Linked DNA regions of Mus musculus: region 2 is linked to region 1. Evidence: chromatin contacts called from public promoter capture Hi-C data. All regions are on one chromosome and are shown on one strand. The core of a region is the stretch at or near the end of the contact, and the rest is flanking DNA. Distances in the headings are between cores, read along the strand shown. Region 1 overlaps Ankrd44 (ankyrin repeat domain 44). Region 2 overlaps Ankrd44 (ankyrin repeat domain 44).

What was found. Capture Hi-C pulls out chosen DNA fragments and counts their contacts.
Region 2: a contact with region 1 is called in a promoter capture Hi-C map of adipose tissue. The contact joins two enhancer-like sites. A contact is called at or near these places in 1 of 484 Hi-C or Micro-C datasets (nephron progenitors), 1 of 115 datasets of contacts at active chromatin or transcription factors (the HPC-7 cell line) and 2 of 9 other capture datasets (adipose tissue and liver).

The regions. Positions count from the first base shown.
Region 1 is chr1:54,887,083-54,890,289 of GRCm38.p6, forward strand. The region is part of intron 1 of Ankrd44 (ankyrin repeat domain 44); the gene reads right to left. Among named protein-coding and RNA genes, the nearest start is that of Ankrd44, 38 kb to the right of the region's middle. Within about 2 kb of position 1,644, at least 68 of the 459 cell types and tissues checked have an H3K27ac peak or open chromatin away from gene starts, as enhancers often do. A contact at or near this core is called in the HPC-7 cell line and adipose tissue, where this site is marked.
Region 2 is chr1:54,797,253-54,800,459 of GRCm38.p6, forward strand. All of the region lies in intron 2 of Ankrd44 (ankyrin repeat domain 44), which reads right to left. Among named protein-coding and RNA genes, the nearest start is that of 4930444A19Rik, 120 kb to the left of the region's middle. Within about 2 kb of position 1,644, at least 55 of the 459 cell types and tissues checked have an H3K27ac peak or open chromatin away from gene starts, as enhancers often do. A contact at or near this core is called in the HPC-7 cell line and adipose tissue, where this site is marked.

The DNA.
Region 1 (3,207 bases), core at 394-2,893:
GACCTGAAGCAAACAATCCTGCAAAGGGAAATTTACCAAACACTTTCTTGCCAACTCAAAATAAAAATACCAGAAGAGAAACAACCTCTTCTTTTTTTTTTTTTTTTTTTTTTTTTTTAAAGATTTATTTATTGATTATATGTAAGTACACTGTAGCTGTCTTCAGACACTCTAGAAGAGGGAGTCAGATCTCGTTACAGATGGTTGTGAGCCACCATGTGGTTGCTGGGATTTGAACTCCAGACCTTCGGAAGAGCAGTTGGGTGCTCTTACCCACTGAGCCATCTCACCAGCCCGAAACAACCTCTTCTAAAGCAAACTTTCCCCTGCCACCTCCGTGCCATTGATGAAGCTTTGATGACTGTGGACTCTCTATATCTTTTGTTGTAGCTATTTACTACTGATCTCCTATTTAATGTGGAATTGCAACGGGGACCCCAGAGAATATAAGACATTTTGTGGCTAAACAAAACAAAACAAAGATGTTTTGAGCCACAATATATATGATGAAGCCAACAGGAGACAGGGAGGCCTGCTGGATTATTCTGAGATACTCACAAAAAAACAAGTCCAAGTCTTCCCCTAAGAGAAGACTAGGACCCAAAAAGTCTCAAATATCAAAACCATATTTTCCATGTGTGATGGGAATATGAAAAAAACTGGAGGGAAAACAGATATGTAAAATGCACACACATAACTAGAACTCTCAACTTAAATTCTATCAAATATGATACGTGCTAGGCTTTACAACGAGAATCCAAATATCAGGGACAGATCACCCTGTCATCTAAAACAAAATATTCAAGCACTTTTATACAAACAAACCTTCTTGGTCATGTAATAGTTCCCTCTGACAGAGCAGTCTGGGCAGAGAGCAATAAACAAAATCCAGACAGGAAGTAGCCAGAGAGAATAAAGGCAGAGCGTTCTGGCCCCATCTCCTTGTAGAAAAACAAGAAATATTGCTCTATTTTAACAGAATCATTACAGAGCCCAGAGCCAAACTATAATGTGTGTTAATATGGTCAGTGAGGGGAGTAGGGTCTACAAGTGAGTTTTGAATGTTTTGGCCCCGTTCCTAGAATCAGCGCCATGAAATCAGCTCTAACTACTGACCACTGGCAGTGCCAGAATCCAATTCCCATCCAGAATGAAATATTTTTACTTCATCCCTGGAGGTCAGCCTTTGCAAAGCCTTTTCTCGTTTTGACACATGTGGGTTTGTGCACATGGAAATTCTCTATTAAAACTTCTACTTGCTAAAATAAGTCCAACCTTCCCACAAAAGAATGCGTAAAGAAAGCACCGTGCTTTTAACTTAAGAATGACAGTACATTCCACAGTTACTTTCCTAACATAGATGTCTGAGCACCAACGTTCAGCAGAAAGAGAGCACTGCATGACATGCTGGGGCAATCACTGAATAATCATCATGCCTCCCAAGAGACATGTGTCAATTTCAAGCATGTCTGAGAACCACAGCCGTAAGGGGCAAGCGTCAGCATTCCTCCCCAGCAGAGGCCCTGGGTGTCTCCTAAACGTACATTCTCCATTCCCTCCACACTAATAGACACTCAGACAGGCACATGCCTATCTAGGGGAAGATTTATTTCTCAACCACCCTTGCAGATAAGTCAGCATGTGACTGGTTCTGACCAATGGGCCCTTGACCACAAAACGCTCTTAAAAGGAAGAGATTATGCCCTCTTCCTGCTATCTCTGCTCAAGATTTTAGAGCAGAAATTCAAGCAACCATCTTTGCCAAAAAAAAAGTGGAAGCTATACTAAAACACGTAAAACACACATGCACGCACACAGGCTCGCCCCCACCATGTGCAGAAGGGAGAAAGCTCTGTGGAATCATTCTTCCAGCCTTGGCTAGTTTGTGCTCAGACCACTACAGATCAGAGTTAAATCAGTTCCTGCCTTGTTAGTGCCCAGCAACTGCACAGCCTAACGCACATCTCGCGAGACACTATGAATCCAGCCATTGTTTTTTCGTTTGACTAGCCACTTGGGGGGCTAGGGGGAAGAGACTCAGATAAGATCTTATATAACTCAGACTGACCTTGAACTCACTTCATAGATAAGGATAATCCTGAGTGCTTGATCCTCCATACTCTACCTGGCATATGTCAAATTATGTGCGCTCACCACTGTGCCCACTAGCAGCCATTTCCTAGGACGCACTGTAAACTTCCTGATATGAGCAACCGTGGGGATTTGGTGTCCCTTTGCTATTATGAGCCATGTTTCTGAGATTCTAGTTGCAGTTTTTACATATATACAAAATCACATGTAAAGCAATCCTTCAGGCCGGGCACCTTTCCAGAAGGAGAAAGCAGTCTGTTTTATCTCCTGTGTCAGTCACCCAGCACGCACACATCACACCTGTGTGCAGTCATTAAGGCAACACAAGTCCAGGCACCAGAGTCTTCCCCATCATTTGTAAAGTTAGACCCTTGCCTCAGTGTGGTGGCACTTGTTGTAACTCCAGCACTCAGAGGACTCAAGCCAGGGAATTAGCTCTAGGCCAGCCTGGGCTACCCACCAAGACCTTGACTCAAATAAACCAAAACAGAATAGAATCAAATGGGAGAATCATCATAACCTCCTCCTAACAGCTGAGTCTAAGGAGGTGCCATTCTTCTAGCTCAAGAAGAATCAAACGCCAGACTCTGTACACTTGGGCCATACACCTAGGTCAAAGTTATCAGGTCAGGTTGTATAGGCTTGTAGTGGCTATTCCTGGTTGTCAACTTGACAATATTTGGAATGAACTACAATTCGGAATTGGAAGGCTCACCAGTGACCCTTATCTGGAGGCTTGGAGATCCTTATCTGGATCTTGGTTTGAAGATCTTGAGCCATAGTGGCTATGGATTCCAGAAGATTGAATCTCCGAGTTAAGGAACACACCTTTAATCTGGGCTATGCCTTTCATCTGGGATTAAAGGTGTGGTGGAACACACCTTTAATCTGGGCTACACCTTTTGCTGGAGACAATATAAGGACATTGGAAGAAGGGAGTCTAGCTCTTGCTCCTGCTCCTTCGCCTGCTTGCTGCGTGAGACTGAGTAACTGCTAGATCCTTGGACTTCCATTCACAGCTGTGACTGAACGATTGTTGGGAATTGAGCTGCCGACTGTAAGTCATCAATAAATTCCTTTATTATCTAGAGACTATCCATAAGTTCTGTGACTCTA
Region 2 (3,207 bases), core at 394-2,893, 90 kb before region 1:
AATTTTTGTCTAAGAATACTGAAACTACAGGAGAAAGAAAAAATAATCTTGGAAGAATGGGGGAAAAGGATGGTGACTATGATGTGTATTCCCTAACAGTCAGCCATCTTTCCTCACGTAAATATCTGCTTAGAAGCTATCAAATGCAACATGCTGTGAACAATATTAGGAGTACAAAGTTAAACAGATCCAGTTCTCTCACAATGAAGAATCGTGGGGTCTAGTTATCACCTCCCTAAAGCAGGACAGTACTATAGGTAACAATAGCAGAATAACTGTGACAGCCATGGTGCCAAATGCTGGGGTAAAATCAACACATGTCATAGTGAATTCTTCCCACACTCCTCCTATTCTGAACAAGTCTGGACAGAAAGTCTCAAAGGACATGAAAAAGTATCACTTGGAAACTGAAAAAAATAAACATGTCTTACCCAGGGGCCCTGGAGTCTTTCTCTAATGGCCCCAGTTTATCTGAGAACCTCAACCAACCACAAAGCCTAGTACATGCGTCATAGGATGCCTGGAGGGGAGTTTCTGGAAAACCAAGACCAGGCCAAGTACAAAGTAGCATCTGGACACAGTGGCTGAGCTGAGTACTCTCACCATTTACGTCTCTTCTCATCTTCCATCAAACTGGTCTCACCATGACAAAGTGACTGTTCATCCCTCAACTCTTCACAACACCCTTGAATACAAGGGAAAGAATAACTTAGCAGCATCTGGAATTGGCTCCTGAGCATGCTATCACAGAGGAGGATCCCTTTCCATTACCCATGTCTTAGGCAGGGTTTCTATTCCTGCACAAACATCATGACCAAGAAGCAAGTTGGGGAGGAAAGGGTTTATTCAGCTTACACTTCCATACTGCTGTTCATCACCAGAGAAGTCAGGACTGGAACTCAAGCAGGTCAGGAAGCAGGAGCTGATGCAGAAGCCATGGAGGGATGTTCCTTACTGGCTTGCTTCCCCTGGCTTGCTCAGCCTGCTCTCTTATAGAACCAAGACTACCAGCCCAGAGATGGTCCCACCCACAAGGGGCCTTTCCCCCTTGATCACTAATTGAGAAAATACCTTACAGCTGGATCTCATGGAGGCATTTCCTCAACTGAAGCTCCTTCCTCTGTGATAACTCCAGCTGTGTCAAGTTGACACAAAACCAGCCAGTACAACCCACTAGCACCAATGCCAGACAACCCTATGCACATAGAGAGACACATGGGACGAGAGAAGACCCATGTCCTCCAGAAGGAAAGCAGATGAACACTCCATTCTCTGAATAGCCAGAGCCACACAGTGCCAGCTGGGCTCTGAGCTAAGTGTGCAATATGGCAGAGATGGTCAGCAGAGGAAGTTCCCAAGTTGTCTGTTTACCACGAAGAAGCAGATGAAAGAAAAGGAGGAAGTTGAAGTATGAGCACACAGTGAGCTTGATATGGCCAGGCCCTTCTGGAAGCTGAAGACACTGTTAGACAAGCAGTAGGAGGGGTACCCCACGCCTCTGTCTTGAAGAATTGCTTATCCTGTACTTTGGGAATCCTTGGCTGAAAGGGCATTATTTTCTTCCCATTCTAAATATCTGTCATACAACAAACAAGTCTCTTCCCTAGGTATGACTAATTTGCACACCAATGCACACACTGGAGCAATATTAGAGGTTGAGTTGTCTCTTCAATTCTAACTTCCACTAAAGATCAAAGATGCTGGAGAATAACTGACAACTTGGGTCCAACTAGCTTAACTTGATATGAATAGAGATTGCCTGAGACAAGCAGATGTCTGAAGAAGCACGTAATAGGTACCTTGGAGAGATTTCAATCATGTGAAGAAAAGAGACTTGGATTTAAATTTTTTAAAAAAGCATAAAATGGTAAGGAAGCTGAGTCTTGAGGTTAGGAACTGGAAGGCTATAAAACAAAACAAAACAAGTAAAACAGAAAAAACAGAAAGAAAAGAAAAAAGGAAACAAATATCAACCTTTTTCCAAAATGGGTGTGTTTATTTTTCGACTGAACTCCACATAAATACCGAGAGGTATTTATGTAACAGGCCAACATATGCCCACCAGCAAACTCAAACACGGTAAACCCGTGTCTGCTTCAGAAGCCCTGTTTGAAAAGTATCTCTAGAGTTAAAATTCCACAGCTCAGCTCAACAAAGCAAACCTTACAGAAGACAGAAGACATGAGAAAGACACACACAGAGATAGAGAGAGAGAGAGAGAGAGAGAGAGAGAGAGAGAGAGAGAGAGACACAGACAGACAGACAGACAGATTGATTTCAGTTCTCCCCCTAAGTGGTGCTGTAGTGTGGGTTTTCACATACTCCCCTCTGTGTGTGCTCATGAGGCATTCTCTAGGGCAGAGCCCAAGGACAGGAAGCTCTAGACACAGAGGAATACACACATTTCTTTTATTAGGTGTTGCCAAATACATTCCAAAAGTAGTTTGCCAGCCCCACAAATCAAACAGATCTTACAGACATAAGATTCTACTCAATGGCTGGGAAAAAGACATTTGTCTCAGCATCCCACGGAGTAGTCTCCAAAACAGATTACATTCTAAGAGTCAGAGCAAGTCTTAACAAATAGAAAATAAATCAAATCATTTTTTTAGCTTATCAGATCACATAAAAATATGACTCAAGGCATAGATACTTGGGATGGCTGCAGGACAGTCAGTACATTGAAGAGGGAGGAAATTAAACTGTCTAGAATCAAATGAAAATGAGGGTACAACTGAGCAGGACTATGAGGGTACAGCTATGGCAACTTTAAGAGGAAAGTCTTTAGCCGTAAGCCCTTACGTTACAGAGATGTAAGTAAATGACTCAGCAATTCACTCTGAAGCCCTGGAGAGGGAGGAAAAAAAAAGAGAGAGAGAGGCTGAGCCAAACCCCAAATCAAGGCAGAAATTAACGAACTAGAGTAAAAAGGTAATACAAAGATTCGGTTAAATAAAGATTCACATCTTTGAAATGTTAGAGCCAACAAACACTTAGCAAAATAACCAAAGGAATAGACAAGAACCAAGGTATTAAAGTTAGAAAGAAAAGGGGGACATTAGCCTTACAGTCGTAATATGGTATATAATGAAATAAGTGGACTAAAAATACTGCATTTTTAAAGAAAGAACATTACAACAGATGCCAGTGAAAATCCAGAGAATCATAAGGGAGTAGTGCAGAACACTGTATTCAAAAATTCTTGAA